Linked DNA regions of Mus musculus: regions 2, 3, 4 and 5 are each linked to region 1. A link is a contact called in public Micro-C and promoter capture Hi-C data. All regions are on one chromosome and are shown on one strand. Each heading gives the region's core, a stretch centred on a gene start, on an enhancer-like site or on the middle of the called end of the contact. The rest is flanking DNA. Distances are from core to core; before and after follow the strand shown. Region 1 holds the start of Pdyn (prodynorphin). Region 2 holds the start of Zc3h8 (zinc finger CCCH type containing 8). Region 3 holds the start of Cpxm1 (carboxypeptidase X 1 (M14 family)). Region 4 holds the start of Ttl (tubulin tyrosine ligase). Region 5 holds the start of Pced1a (PC-esterase domain containing 1A).

Region 1 (2,700 bases), core at 64-2,563:
TGCCAGCTATGGCAATTGCTTTTGGCATTTCCTCCTTTCACTATGCCAAGATCCCAGTGGGGTTCTTTCCCCCATTCTACAGATAAGCAGATTGAGGCTGAACCCACTCACTTGACTTAGGGCTCTGCACAGATGGGTGGCAGAGGCAGAGACCAAGCTGACACATCCAATGTTACTACTAGCTGTAGCTGTCATCGACCTTGTTCAGGTAAACAGATCAAGTCACAGACACTGTAGAACCAAGTCCTCAGAGTGGGCGTTTGTCCAGTAGATGATGGGAAGGACCAGATCCATCTAGGTCTGGGTGATGACTTGCTGTGTTCTGTGTCCAGTTTCTAAGCTCTCCAGCCTCTGCCTCTGCGCCTGGCCAGAATGTGAGGATTAAAGTTGATGTCTTTGCTCACTGCCTGGTGCAACCCAGGTGTTCATGACACGGACTGCCCAGCCAGCCTCTGCTATCCCCCCCCCCCCACAAGGTGAACATCTCTGCAGCTGACTACAGAGACAAGCATGTTTCCTTCCAAACTCAGAGACATGGGTATTCTGGGAGGTGTTTGCAGCCATCCTTGTTTGTGAGAACCAGGGGCTGCCAGAGAAAACTGAATATTGAACGGCAGCCTCTGGTTGAGGAAAGGCAGTGTCTGGCATCAACTCAGACAGGTGCCCAAGTCACCTGGCACTCTCAGGCAAATGTACACTCATATGCATGCTAGTGTGTGTGTGTGTGTGTGTGTGTGTGTGTGTGTGTGTGTGTGTCCCTGCCAACATGGAGCTGAATGTTCCTCTTCTATAACCAAGACCTCTGCTTTGAACACTTCAGCATATCCTTTGGTTCCCTATATTTTGAGACAGCCTTTGTTTCTTGCATTCCTCCTCCTCCGACCCCCTGTTCCTCTTTTTCTCCTGATCTTTGATAGCCTCTGTGGCTGTGGCTCTTTCTCTTTTCCTCTTACTTTGCCTAGGCTTCCTTGTGCTTCAGACATGCCTCTCTCTGTTTCCATTCTCTGATTCTCAACTTTTTTTTGCCTTTCTATTGGACTCTCTGCGCCTCTCTCTGTCTCCTCCTATCTCTGCCTTTCCCCCACCTTTGTCTCTGTTTTCCTGTGACACTCTCCTGGAGATGCTGAAAAGTGGCCGCATTGAAAGTGACAAACAGCGCTACACCAGAATCCACCCCCGGGCTTCGCGAAAGCATCCTCCTCCACACCCACATCACCAGGAGCAGCTATTGTGTCTCACTCGGGCCCAGGGAGTTGAGTGGAAGGACCCGGGGGTCTGAGCGTTGACTGCTCTGCCACTCCCCCATTGGCTCCTGGCAGCCTGTGCTCTGTGAGCGAGCGCTGAGAGGGCTGAGCGACAGGGGGAGACTCTCATCTATAAAAGGGGAATAAGGCTCCAGAACTGCCATAGGGGGATTTGGTAGCCCTCGTCGCTTCCTCTGTGGCACTTCTCTGAGCTAGAGTCAGGGTACCTTCTGAATCTTGGATCGGCCACCCTACCACCTGATCAGCCAGAAGCCTGCCAGGGACAAAGCAGTAAGCAGGTAAGATCCGCAGGGCGCTCAGGCTCTCTGGCTTTATGCATGTGCTCCTGGTGCTATGCAGGGGCGCCGGTGGGAGCTTGGACGGGGGAAGTTAGGTTTGGGTCTGGTTACTCAGCACAGGGAAATCATAGTTTCAAGGTGAGCTTACAGAAGCTCAGAGAGTCCAAAGAGCTGCCTGTCCTCTGGAAACCATGCCCTGAACAGTCCTGGCGCCCACAGGTGCTAGCGGGGCTTCGCCTCTGCCACACAGCAGTCCCCACACTAGTTTTCAGGATCTGAGGAGAAGGTGGTAGCCTGAGTGGAAAACTGAGAGGTTTCACTAATTAGCATGATCTTAAAGGTCAACGTTCTCACTGGACTTAGCTTACACAGGTTGGGAACGTTAATGAGGTTCAGGACTCGGCATTTGCCAAGTACCGATCTGCACCATCAATGCATAAATAAGTGCCGTCCTTTTTCACTCTTTTTGAATCACGTTTAATCTCTGACAAGGTGCTGATTTGAGTGGCTTCCTTTGATTTCACTCAGAATGAAGTCTGGGGTTGTTTGGTTGAAAGGGAACTAGAAAGGAAAGCAAGAGCTCGGCTGGATACCCAGTCTGAGGGGGACTTCCCATGTCAATTTCACTGTGAAAGGACTTGTTGCTTTCCTGTAAATCACAGTCACGCTACCGCTGGAGGCAGCTAAGTTAGGCTGGTGGAGGCTCTTTTGAGGAAAGTCACCCGCTCTCTGATAGCAATGCTCATGTTTAAAGAAAGTGCTGTAGAACCCCAAAGTTTGACATCAGCAAAAAGCTGGCGAGCTTCAGAGACGGCGACTGTAGTCACCTCCATGATTGAACAGTAAATTCTGTGTCTTGTCACTTTTCCCTGTGTGTGTGTGTGTTTTCTGAGAACCTCTCAAGATTTACAAGTATCCCTTAATAAAGCCTCCGAGCTCTTTAGGTTATTGGATCTGGTTTCGAGTACCCTCCCACAGAGAGCAAACCTTCATTATCACCCTTCTGCCAAGGGTTGGTGAAATACACACTGATATCTTTCTAACCTGACAGGCGTTGCTGTCAAGATCTGTTGCAAAACCTCTCAGAATGTCAGTCCTTTTCTGTTCCTAGTCATGGGGGTTTCATGCCTACGCTCTGCTCACCCTCCTCCTCTGCT
Region 2 (2,700 bases), core at 92-2,591, 760 kb after region 1:
GTGCCCCTTTAATGTCAACCACATATTTTGTATTTTTCCTTTCAAAGCCTGCTACACTTATTCAAAAAAAAAAAAAAACCTCTTCATGAGATTTAACCAGAGAACAAAGTCTATGTTGGGCTTTTTTGAGACTTCCTTTGTCAATGCAATTAATATATATATTTACCTTAGCCCCACATAGACTCTCAGACAAGGGCAAAAAGCAGCCACATTCTTCACCAAAATACCACAAAAACAGTCTCTATGCCACAAACTGAAAATTCTTCTCTGAAACCTCTTGGGCCTGGTCTGCACAGTTATTCTCAGCAAGTCTTCCATATTCCTACTAGGATGGTCCATTAAGCCCCATTTAAAACATTCCACCGCTTTCCAAATCCAAAGTCCTGAAATCAACATTCTTCCAAACAAAAGCATGGTCAGACCTATCCCTGGTACCAGCTTCCATTTTTTTTTTTCTTGGTTTTTCGAGACAGGGTTTCTCTGTATAGCTCTGGCTGTCCTGGAACTCACTTTGTAGACCAGGCTGGCCTGGAACTCAGAAATCCACCTGCCTCTGCCTCCCAAGTGCTGGGATTAAAGGCGTGCGCCACCACGCCCGGCTACCAGCTTCCATTTTATTTAGGGTTTTACTGCTGTGAACAGACATCATGACCAAGGCAACTCTTATAAGGACAACATTTCATTGGGGCCGGCTTACAGATTCAAAGGTTCAGTCCATTATCATGAAGGAATGAGCATGGCATCATCCAGGTAGGCATGGTGCAGCAGGAACTGAGAGTTTTGCATCTTCATCTGCAGGTCTCTAAGACTGCACCCCCCCACCCCCCCACCCCCAAATAGTCTTAATACTTAGTACTTTCTATTGAATTTGCCTGCTTTAAATATATTTATGTGTTTACTCAGAAGAGATCGTCTAGGTTCCTTTTTGTGCAATTAATTTTGCTTGGTCACCTGTCAATTTTAAAGGGGCTGGAAGAGATATATGGCTCAATAGTTAAAACATAAAGGTCTTGCGTTCTGTTCCCAACACTCATGTCAGGTGGGTTACAATAACTGGCCTCCGCGGGCATCTGCACTCATTCTCTCTGTCTCTCTCTCGTACATATAAAAATAGCACAGCTTTCTAAAGAAGAATCCTAAAGATTATTTTAATTTTTTAACGACATTGTAGTGCTGCACTAAGGAACGAATCGGACATAAGTACAGAGAGTTGCGCGTGCGCAGCTCAGGCACCGAAAGCCTCCCCACCAACGGTGAGAACTGCGCATGCGTGGTAGGGCTGGCCAGGTCGCGCGGAGTCGCGCCCAAGCAACATGAGCGCGAGCGCGTGCGCGTGCGCTGGGCGGAGCGTGTGGCCCTTGGCGCGACTGTAGCCTCCGCTTCGCTGGTTGTTCAGTACCTGCTCGGCGTGGAGAGGAACGGTCCCTGTCTGAGTTATGGATTTTGAAAATCTCTTTTCAAAGCCCCCCAATCCGGCCCTCGGCAAAAAACCGGCCGCCGACCCTGAGGAAAGGTGATCCCCACGTTCTGGTCCTTTGCAGGGCACCGCTTGGGCTCCGCCCCCTCGCTCCTGGAAACCGGCGAGCCCTGGCTGGCGCGTGGGCCGGGACCGGAGCGGGGAGGTCGGAAGGGGAAGTGGGGTGGAAGTCAGAGTAGGGACTGCGGGCGAGGGCAGTGGCCGGGCGGCGGGAGGAGGCCCCAGCCTCTGAATCTGCCCCCAGGGGCCGGCTGCTCCCCTTGCACGTGCGCTTAACGTGTTTGCTGTCAGTCACCTCCGAGGTGGCTTTGCCGGCACCTCGAGAGTTGAAGGATACATAGACTGCTCTGCCAGTGATCCTGAACCAGAACTCCCAGAATAAAGCAGCAAGCATCATTTCGGCTTAGTTTTTCTGTTAATTTGGAAAAGCGTGTTGTTAATCTCGTACTTAGTCAGAGTGCGGGATTTCTGTGCAGATACCCACTCACTTTTTAGGTTTTTTTGGTTTTTGGTTTTTTTTTTTGGTTTTTTTTTTTTGGTTTTAATTTTTCGAGACAGGGTTTCTCTGTGTAGTCCTGGCTGTCCTGGAACTCACTCAGAAACCCGACTGACCCTGCCTCCCAAGTATGGGATTAAAGACATGTGCCACCACTGCCCGGCCCACTTTTTAGTTTTTTGAGTTGATAATGCCCTCAAACTCCATCTCTCCTAAATCCTTGTCTTCTATGTTCTCTCTTTCCTCAGTGGAACCCTTGACACATCCTTCACGAGTTTTTTTCCACCCTCATTAAGATAACATTACAGTGTTGGGCTGGGCCTATTAATCTCAGCATTTGAAAGGCAGGCAGATCTTGGGAGACTGGGACCAGCCTGGTCTAAATAGCAGGTTCCAAGCCAACCTCAGCTACATAGGGGAAACACTGTTTCAAGGGGAAAGGATATATGTATATGTTCACTGCTCAGTCTCAAATACCTTAGTGGAAACTGTTAGCCTAATTGGGCTACCATAGCTTTGCTGTGTAATTAATGTGAAACTTTTTTTAAAAAAGATTTATTTGTTTTATGTATGTGAGTACACTATAGCTGTACAGATGGTTGAGAGCCTTCATGTGGTTGTTGGGAATTGAATTTTTTTTAAGGACCTCTGCTCGCTCTGGTCAACCCCTCTCAATCCAGTTGGCCCTGCTCCATCAGTCCCTGCTTGCTCCGGTCCAAAGATTTAT
Region 3 (2,700 bases), core at 79-2,578, 700 kb before region 1:
TCGTTCCTGCCTGAGTTCTGCCTCAACTTCCCTGAATGAACCTGTAATTAGAAATAAATCCTTACCTTCCCCAAGTTGCCTTTTGTCCGAGTATTTTGTCACAGCATCAGAAAGGACAGTAGAACATGGTGTCTTCCTTAAACTTCTCTATGCCTATCTGGTGAGCTGAGCCTAGCACTGCTTCTTAGGTGGGAGCACCAAAACGGGACTTGGACATGTATGGGTCCTCCGTGATCACTCCCTTCTCAGAGTTCTCTGACCCTCCTGGAGTGCCATAGTTGGGCTAGATGACAGGGCTTACTCCTTTGCAGTGGTCCCTATAGGAGGTGGCCTCAGTTCAGGAGCCCCACACCTGGCCCCACGCATTTCCACCAGGCTCTGGTTCTGCTGCAGAACCAGAAAGGTGGTTCTGAAAGGTGCAGGCTTGACTTGAGGTTATTCAGCTCATTTACATAGACACTTCTTGGGGGACTACAGCGAAGGCAGAGCAAGCACCAGTGGCACAGGCCTTTCTTTGGGGCAGGTGACTCCGGTGTGGGGAGAATCTAGAGGGGTCCTGGGGAAAACAGGTCAGAGAACTCCTGGAGGAGGATGGGAGGAGGAGGGGAAGGAGGTGGATCGAGAAGTGCGGGAATCCCATTAAGACTAGACTTGGTCTCACGGTTCTTGACGCCAGCCCTCTGGTTATCAGCTCTGGCTGCCTTCCTCGAGTTATGTAACCCCAAAACGTGGCAGCCCCGGGAGGGAAAAAGAGAGGAGGCGGGTCGGAGAGGAAGCGCCGCCTCTCTTTGCACCCACAGTTTGTTTTTGGGTTTAATGGAGGACCCCTCACCCCCACAACGCAACCCTAGCCTTCCACCCCCACTGCTCTCCTGCGGTCTTTCCCCGTTGCCCTACCCACCCCAGCAAGGCACCCTAAGTTCTGGATGGATTTTCCTCTCAAGTTGTAGTTTCCAAAGCCCCCAGCTTTTGTTACCTTGGCCACGTCAACAAGGCCCAATGCAAGCTTCAGTTTATCAGCCTGCAAACTGAAGTTTGACTAAGATTCAGACCACGTGCAGAGCGCCTTGCATAGGTGCCTGCAGATGGGATAGGCGCGCGCAGTCGAACAGAATGTGCGGTGACTTTGCAGCCTGTGTAGGGCCGGACACCGGTGAGGCTGCGACATTGGGTCTCTGGACCCCAGCCCGCCGCCCTCCCCCCCCCCCGGGGGTCCTCGCGGTTCACCAGAGTCAGCCGCCCCCGGGGGATGTCGCGGCTCTCCGCAGCCCTCCCCCTCCTAGGGTGTCGGATTCCAGAGAGTGGCTGTGGGCGGGCCGGAGGCTGCAGAGGGGCGTGGGGCGGTGGAGGGCGGGCGAGCAGGAAGGGGCGGGGGGCTCCGCAGACGCCCGCAGGAAGAAGAGAACCCACCAAGAACCTCGGCACAGCGCGCTCGTCGACCCTTCCCGCTATGTGGGGTCTCTTGCTCGCAGTGACCGCCTTTGCGCCTTCCGTCGGTCTGGGGCTGGGGGCTCCCAGCGCCTCAGTGCCGGGCCTGGCGCCGGGCTCAACCCTGGCTCCACACAGCAGCGTTGCACAGCCGTCCACAAAGGCAAATGGTGAGCTCTGGGTCCCATGGTCGGCTGCTGGGCAGGTCAGACCCACTCCCCCAGCTGGGTCCTCCAGCTCGCCCTGTGAACGGGGACAAGCACAGCCCAGTGCAATGGCTGCTGAGTCAGCAGCCCCATCCTGGCCAGACCTAGTCAGCAGTCTTAGGGCAGGCCCAGCGGGATGCTGGCTGCCCCAACTCCAGCCTGCCTTCTTCACAAATGAAATTTGAGGCCAGAATCTGGAAAGGTGAAGAGACACCAGACTAAAAGGGGACAAGCCTATGCAGGATGGTGTGTAAGGCCATGGACTGGAGGGGAAAAGACAGGGAGTGAGGCTGCCTGGAGGAAAGATCACTGCCTCGTGATGGGCGCAGGCAGACTGTCTGGCTTCCCAACTTCTTCCTTAGTTAGGAGCTCTGAGGCCAGCAGGTAGGCCAAGCACGGACTTCATTCAGGAAAAGACCCGAGGCTTAGTCTGAAGATAAGGAAGGCTTGGAGGTTGATGAGAGTAGATGCAAGATTAGAGACAGGAGGTAGTATTACCGAAGAGGACGGACCAGAGCAAGGCCTGGAGGTTAAAAACTAACTTCAGACCTTCAGAGTGACCAGTCTCTAATGGCTCAGTGTTGCTCTCCCCTGAATCAGGGAGTCAGAGGGGACGTGAGCCAAAGATGTTGTGTTAAGAAGGAAAAACTGAAGAAATGACTAAAAGAGGCAGGTGGAGTTAGGAAACAGGTCTTGTGTGCTGTGCTAGGATGTCAGTAATTGTTGTAGGTGTCACATATGCCCAAATGCCTTCTTGGGCTAGCAGACCTTTCCGTCTGGGTTTCATGACATTCTTCTCTTCTTTGGTACATTGTCCCCTGGTACCCTAGAGACCTCAGAACGGCATGTCCGGCTTCGAGTCATCAAGAAAAAAAAGATCGTTGTCAAGAAGCGAAAGAAGCTAAGGCACCCTGGTCCCTTGGGGACTGCTAGGCCTGTGGTGCCCACTCACCCAGCAAAGACCCTCACTCTCCCTGAGAAACAAGAACCAGGTATTGCTTACCCAGGGGCCCCGCCTAGCCTATGAACAAGCTTAGGCTCCGTTCTCGAGCCTCTCTGGTTACCC
Region 4 (2,700 bases), core at 30-2,529, 630 kb after region 1:
CCTGTTAGTTCCAAACAAACTGCTTTCCGTTTAGCCTCATCCACCGCTGACCACACCTATGTCTGAAAAAAACCTCTCCTCTTCAGGACACGGGACACTACTTTCTGGGGTGTTTGCTAAGGTAGAGATGCCCCCCTCCTCTTCTGTCCTTGAAATACAAATGATCCCACCCCCAAGTGAAATTCTGGAAAAGAACCAGACACCCAGAGAGAGGCAAGCCCTCCCCAGATGACTATGTAGTGAAGGGACCATGAGACCAGGTTCAAGTCTGTGGGATGCTAGTTGAACCCATTAGGACAACTTCAAGATTACGTCATTTAAAAGGGAGTTGCTGTCCCTTCCTACATGAGAGTACGCGAATAGAATGGTACCAAGCCAGTTTCGCACATGTGGATGAGGAGAGCAAAAGTCACCCAAGATCGTGTAAGAAAACATCACTAAATGCAGCTGCAAATGTAAACTTTTGGTGCAGCTAAAGGAAAGGTCTGAAATGGAACAGCTCCCCACGCTCCAGCTTCCCTGGAAGCTCCTGCTTTGGGTAAGTCAGTGAGTTTTCTCCAAATTCCCTGCCGGTTCATCTTGGCCTCCGGGTAACCCAAGCCTCGGCGGTTTCAACTCCCCTTCCACGCCCACACCACACAGAGCTGAATCCTAAGTGGCGGAAAGCTGCAAGATGACTGATGCGGGCCCAGGGAAGCAGGGGAACCAGGCCGACACCCTGAGTGCGGGTATAGGTCACTGTCAGCAGACAGGGCAACCGCACCCAGACTCCGTTCCAAATCCAGCTACGGGTTTAGGTCTTGCTAGACCCATTTTATATCTGCTAAGGTGAGCTCGCGCCTAGGGAAGATTAATGACCTTAAAAAACAAAAGCGCTCGCTCTCCGATTCATGCGCGCAGCGGCCACGAGGGAAGGGCTCACCTAGTCTCCCGAAGGGCAGTCGGTTCCTCTCCCCCAGCATCAGGTTGAACCTGGGGTTGTCTCGCCGTAGCCTCTTCCAGTAGCCGGTGGCCAGCAGCAGCCGGGAGACCTCGGCGTAGACGCTGCTATTCTCGTCGCGCACCACGAAGGTGTACATGGCGAAGGGCAGCGCGCCCCGCAGCCGCTACACGAGTCCAGGGCACGGCGGCCCCGCGTGCACACTGCCCCAGCCTCAGCCTCAGCCCCGCTGTCGGTCTAATTCCAGGGCCGCGCCTCCGGATTACCCTAGTGTCTGCCCTGGGCGCCCGCGCCACCGCCCGAGTGGCGAGCGCCACCCGGACGCCGCGCCCACCCCCAGCGCCCCGCCCACCGCCGGCGCCCCGCCCACGACCGTGATTCCGCGCGGCGCTAAGGGCAGGTCTGCGGGTTGCGGCGGCAGGAGCTCCCAAGCAGGGCCCACCAGGGCCGCCCCGCCACTCAGTGTGTGGCCGGTGACATGGGTCTCAAGTGTGGCTGCAGTAATAGCAAACTGCGGTGGAGAGACCAAGGGAAATAATTCCAGCTGCGCCATAGCCCGCCAATATCCCTTTCCGCCCTCTGTCTGGGTCTTCCACCAAGTTCAAAATCAGATTTGGTGGATGAAACAAAAGATCCAGGCATGGGTGTAGCTCAGTTGGTAGAGTGCTTGCTTAGCCAGCACTGAGCTCTGGGTTTGATCTGGGTGCGGTAAAATCGGACACATGTCAGGAGCCATAATGGGACAAGCTAATAACTAGCAGGTGATCATCCTGAAGTAGCCTGCCTTGGATTATTATATAATCTGCGACAGTGAGCCCTCATTAAGCAAGGCTATGAGGGACTCATTTTAGGAAAGATTCCTGCTGAGATAGAACAAAGGCTGTATTGCTTAATCCTCCCCTGATAGGCTACAGGTGTTAATCGCCTAAGCCAGCAAGCAAGCCCTCAGAAAGAGCAAGAAAGTTTTTAGGACTTTTTAGAAGTTATCATCAGCATTTCAGTATAATTAGAGAGCTAGAAAGCCCCAAGACCCTCAGACGTTAAAGCCATCACCAGAGTCCTTACTCTGTGACTCCACTGCTACCCCTGGCCCGGGCCAGGAGGCTCCCAATGTTCTAATTTGGCACCCGAACAGCGACATTGAATAAGGTAAGTGGACACAGATAGGACTCTTAACTGGGTCTTACAAATCCATTGGACAAGGAGTGTGCAGTTAAATTGTCTTCTGCCATCAGTAGAGGCGGATAGTTGGGGCCATCAGTTCCTGGTTGGGTACCATCAGTGCCCATGTTAAGCCAGGAGCCATCAGCTCTGGCTTTTATTGCCTGCTGCCATCAGCAGAGGCTGATACTAGGTGCCATCAGTGCCTAGCTGTTCTGTTGGAAGCTATCAGCACCCGTCTTAGGTCAGAAGACATCAGTTCTGGGTTGTGTGCATTTCATGGGTATCTCTCAAGATGGGACAAAGTGAATCTACAGATAGAGAGTTCTTTACAGATATTAATAAGTATACTCTTAAGAAAAGAGTCTTAGCTGGGCAATGGTGGAGCACGCCCTTAATCCCAGCACTTGGGAGGCAGAGGCAGGCGGATTTCTGAGTTCGAGGCCAGCCTGGTCTACAGAGTGAGTTCCAGGACAGCCAGAACTATATACAGAGAAACCCTGTCTCGAAAAACTAAACCAAACCAAAACAAAACAAAAAACCCGAAAGAAAGAAAGAAAGAAAGAAAGAAAGAAAAGTCTTTAAGGTTAAAACTAGCC
Region 5 (2,700 bases), core at 158-2,657, 720 kb before region 1:
GCCACCACCGCCCGGCTCAAAGTCTTCTATTGAAATAAGACGCCAACGCAATGTCTTTGTGATCTTCGGGTACATCAATAAAACATTCTTTACCATTTTGTTGGGTAATGATTAGGTTTTGCTTGTTTCTGTTATTATTTCAAGACAGGGTCTTACTATGTGGCCCTGTCTGGCCTGAGCTATAGAGCAGGGTGGCCTGAATCTCAGAGTGCTGGGATTAAGAGGCGTGGGCCACCAAAGGCTGACCAACTATTAGGTAACAGGCACTAGCCTAAATATGCATGGGAAATAGAAGTATTCTTAGCCTTCAAGAGCTTAGCACGAGAAACTCATACCAACACTGCCCTCGTGTGCCACATATGATAAGACTCTACAACTGGACCTTTGTGAGGCATAAAAGGATTCTACTGTAGGAAAACCAAGCAGGTCCTGAAAGATGAGCAACATTCTTCAGGGTGATAAAGAGGAAAATAGCAATGCCCATAGAAGCGACTATAGAACTGTGCAAACACAAAGCCATGGAATTGCCTGGTGTGATGAGGTCCTGCAATTAATTCTGTGAAGCTGGTACACCCACGGATTGAGGATGATTGAGGTTAAGTTGGAAACCACTCAGAGAGTGACAAATGTAGGCTGACCAATTGATGAGCGCTCCACAAGCAGTTTGTACTTTATATCTTAAAAAGAAATAAAGCCAACGAGACGGTAACCATTGTAATCACGTTACTAGTTTTAGCCTTGAGAAAGACCCACAGCTAAGGGCACTCCAACCCCGGTGAGTTGCCACTGCCTCGGGTTCCTCATTAATAGTGCCCCAAGACTGAAAAGCGGTTCATCCCCTTTTCTCAGCTTTGGTCAGTACTGTCACCCCGCCCGCTGTGGCGATCCCGCCTTCCTGTGAGAGCCCCTGTGGTCCGACTTCAGCAGTTTCCGGAAGGAGACTGGCACTCGCTGTCGCCGCGGGGCGGCCTCCCTCTACGTGATCTAAGCATCCTTCCGGAGGCCAACAGACCTCGGTTTAGGGGTGGCTTCTCAGCTTGCCTCAGTTGGCGCAAAGGAAGGACCAGATTGCTGCCCCTAAAGTGCGTAAAGTGGCAGACGCTCAGGCGAGCCGCCATAGGGACGGACGCCAGCACGCGTAGTGGCCGGGGCGAGCATTGCTGGCTCTGCCGGGAGGCTCAAGCCAGCAGCAGACAAGCAAGGTAAGCTGGGCTGTGGGACGGAAGGTGGGGCGTCGGGCAGCTCACCTGTAAAAGGCAGAGTCCCCGAGTGGATTCCAGTTCGCAGTGTAACAGTCCATGTCTAGTACAGCTGGCGGCAAGAGTCGCCGAGGAAAAACCCGCCTAGCGCAAGCTCAGGCCGCACTTCCGCTTCCGCCCTTCGGGGTCACGTGACGAGGCCGCCTTAGCGGCCATCAGAACTGTGGGCAAGCTACGCTGAGCTATCGTCCTGCCCTCGGCGCGGCGGCCCGAGTGGACCTAGCCCTGGTTTCTGTCCTCCACAGCGGCCAACCTCGCTGCCTTTCTGACTCCTCCGGCGTTGGGGATCGCATAGGGCGGGACACGGGTGACCGAAAGTGGGAGCCATGAGCATCTGAGGCACAGATGCTGGAGGCGTTGGCTGGACCACCGTAGCGCACGCATGGCGAGCGCTGGGCGTCGAGCTGCGTACCTACAGCTAACCTGGGCACCCGGGCTCTGTGGGGCGGGATCTTTGCAGAACCCACCGCTCTCCAGGGGCATGGGATCATTGACTCTAGATCAGGACATCGCTGCCGAGACGCTGTCGCACGGCACCTGGGCCTGCCCTACTGGCCCGTGAATCCCTGGAGCCCCCGAGAGACTTGGTAACTGGCGCGAGCGGACGAATGCGCACGCGCGGGGCCGCCGTTGACACGTGGCAGGGCAAAGGCGTCTCTGCGCGCGCGAAGCGCTGTAGTCTAAGACTACGGCCCAAGTGACCCTTCTTCCCTCCGAGTGTGATAAAGGCTGCTGCCGTGTTGGGATTCGCCTTGCCGCTCCCACTTTCCTCCCCATTACACAGAGCAGCCAGGGAGGGGCCAGCGCGCATGGGTCATCTTGGAACAGACCGGACCTACCTAGAGTCCCTGCCCTCTGTCAGCTTATTGGCCTCTCCCTGCAGCTGGTGTCAGTGGCAGCATGGTCTTCTGTTTGGAAAACGAGATGCCACACCGCCTGCTGGGAAGCGCCATGGTCCACTTCCATGCCTCAGAAGTCCAGCAGCTGCTACACAACAAGTTCGTGGTCATTTTGGGGGACTCCAGTGAGTGACCACTCTAGGATGACATTTCACCGCCCTGTATCTTCAACCTTTTCTTTGTCTGCACGCCACATCTCCATTTCAGACTTCTCCATCTCTTACTCTGTTTCAGGACACTAGACTGCATTTTTTTCTTTTTTAAATTCCCTATGTACCTTCCCTGGGTGCCCCGGCATATCATTTGTGCACTATTTTTTAGCCCATGAGTGTGGCATCTTTATTTGTTGTTGCCCTTCATGATTTTCTTAAAAGGACCTGTGGGCTATGTTGTGTGTTTTCCTAGGGATGGGACCAACTTAATTTTGCCATTTGGTCTTTGGTCGCTGTACATAAGCTAGAGGAGAGGGAAATAGCTGGAAAGAGCAGAGCTAGGGCTTTAAAATCTCGTCTTTTCTTCTCTAAGCCAACCCTCCATAGAGC

What was found. Promoter capture Hi-C pulls out the DNA fragments that hold promoters and counts their contacts. Hi-C and Micro-C count contacts between places; a contact is called where the count stands out from the background.
Region 2: a promoter capture Hi-C map of neutrophils shows a contact between it and region 1, with 2.9 times the contacts expected there. The contact joins the promoter of Zc3h8 here to the promoter of Pdyn in region 1. A contact is called at or near these places in 4 of 39 promoter capture datasets (embryonic stem cells, hippocampal neurons, liver and 1 more).
Region 3: a contact with region 1 is called in a promoter capture Hi-C map of embryonic stem cells, with 2.7 times the contacts expected there. The contact joins the promoter of Cpxm1 here to the promoter of Pdyn in region 1. A contact is called at or near these places in 6 of 39 promoter capture datasets (3T3-L1-derived adipocytes, embryonic stem cells, liver and 1 more).
Region 4: a contact with region 1 is called in a promoter capture Hi-C map of neutrophils, with 4 times the contacts expected there. The contact joins the promoter of Ttl here to the promoter of Pdyn in region 1. A contact is called at or near these places in 3 of 39 promoter capture datasets (embryonic stem cells, liver and neutrophils) and 2 of 9 other capture datasets (liver and macrophages).
Region 5: a Micro-C map of embryonic stem cells shows a contact between it and region 1, with 3 times the contacts expected there. The contact joins the promoter of Pced1a here to the promoter of Pdyn in region 1. A contact is called at or near these places in 1 of 39 promoter capture datasets (hippocampal neurons) and 1 of 484 Hi-C or Micro-C datasets (embryonic stem cells).

Annotation. Positions count from the first base shown.
Region 1 is chr2:129,698,551-129,701,250 of GRCm38.p6, reverse strand. It overlaps Pdyn (prodynorphin), which reads left to right and starts at 1,313. Exons shown (of 4, transcript NM_018863.4): 1 at 1,313-1,543.
Region 2 is chr2:128,942,661-128,945,360 of GRCm38.p6, reverse strand. It overlaps Zc3h8 (zinc finger CCCH type containing 8), which reads left to right and starts at 1,341. Exons shown (of 9, transcript NM_020594.2): 1 at 1,341-1,513. The coding sequence starts at 1,437.
Region 3 is chr2:130,396,257-130,398,956 of GRCm38.p6, reverse strand. It overlaps Cpxm1 (carboxypeptidase X 1 (M14 family)), which reads left to right and starts at 1,328. Exons shown (of 14, transcript NM_019696.2): 1 at 1,328-1,598; 2 at 2,465-2,626. The coding sequence starts at 1,451.
Region 4 is chr2:129,064,526-129,067,225 of GRCm38.p6, reverse strand. It overlaps Ttl (tubulin tyrosine ligase), which reads right to left and starts at 1,279. Exons shown (of 7, transcript NM_027192.2): 1 at 923-1,279. The coding sequence starts at 1,079. Vinac1 (vinculin/alpha-catenin family member 1) reads left to right here and starts at 1,317. Exons shown (of 11, transcript NM_001370941.1): 1 at 1,317-2,089.
Region 5 is chr2:130,422,995-130,425,694 of GRCm38.p6, reverse strand. It overlaps Pced1a (PC-esterase domain containing 1A), which reads left to right and starts at 1,407. Exons shown (of 7, transcript NM_178762.4): 1 at 1,407-2,283. The coding sequence starts at 2,160. It overlaps Vps16 (VSP16 CORVET/HOPS core subunit), which reads right to left and starts at 1,375. Exons shown (of 24, transcript NM_030559.3): 1 at 1,248-1,375. The coding sequence starts at 1,300.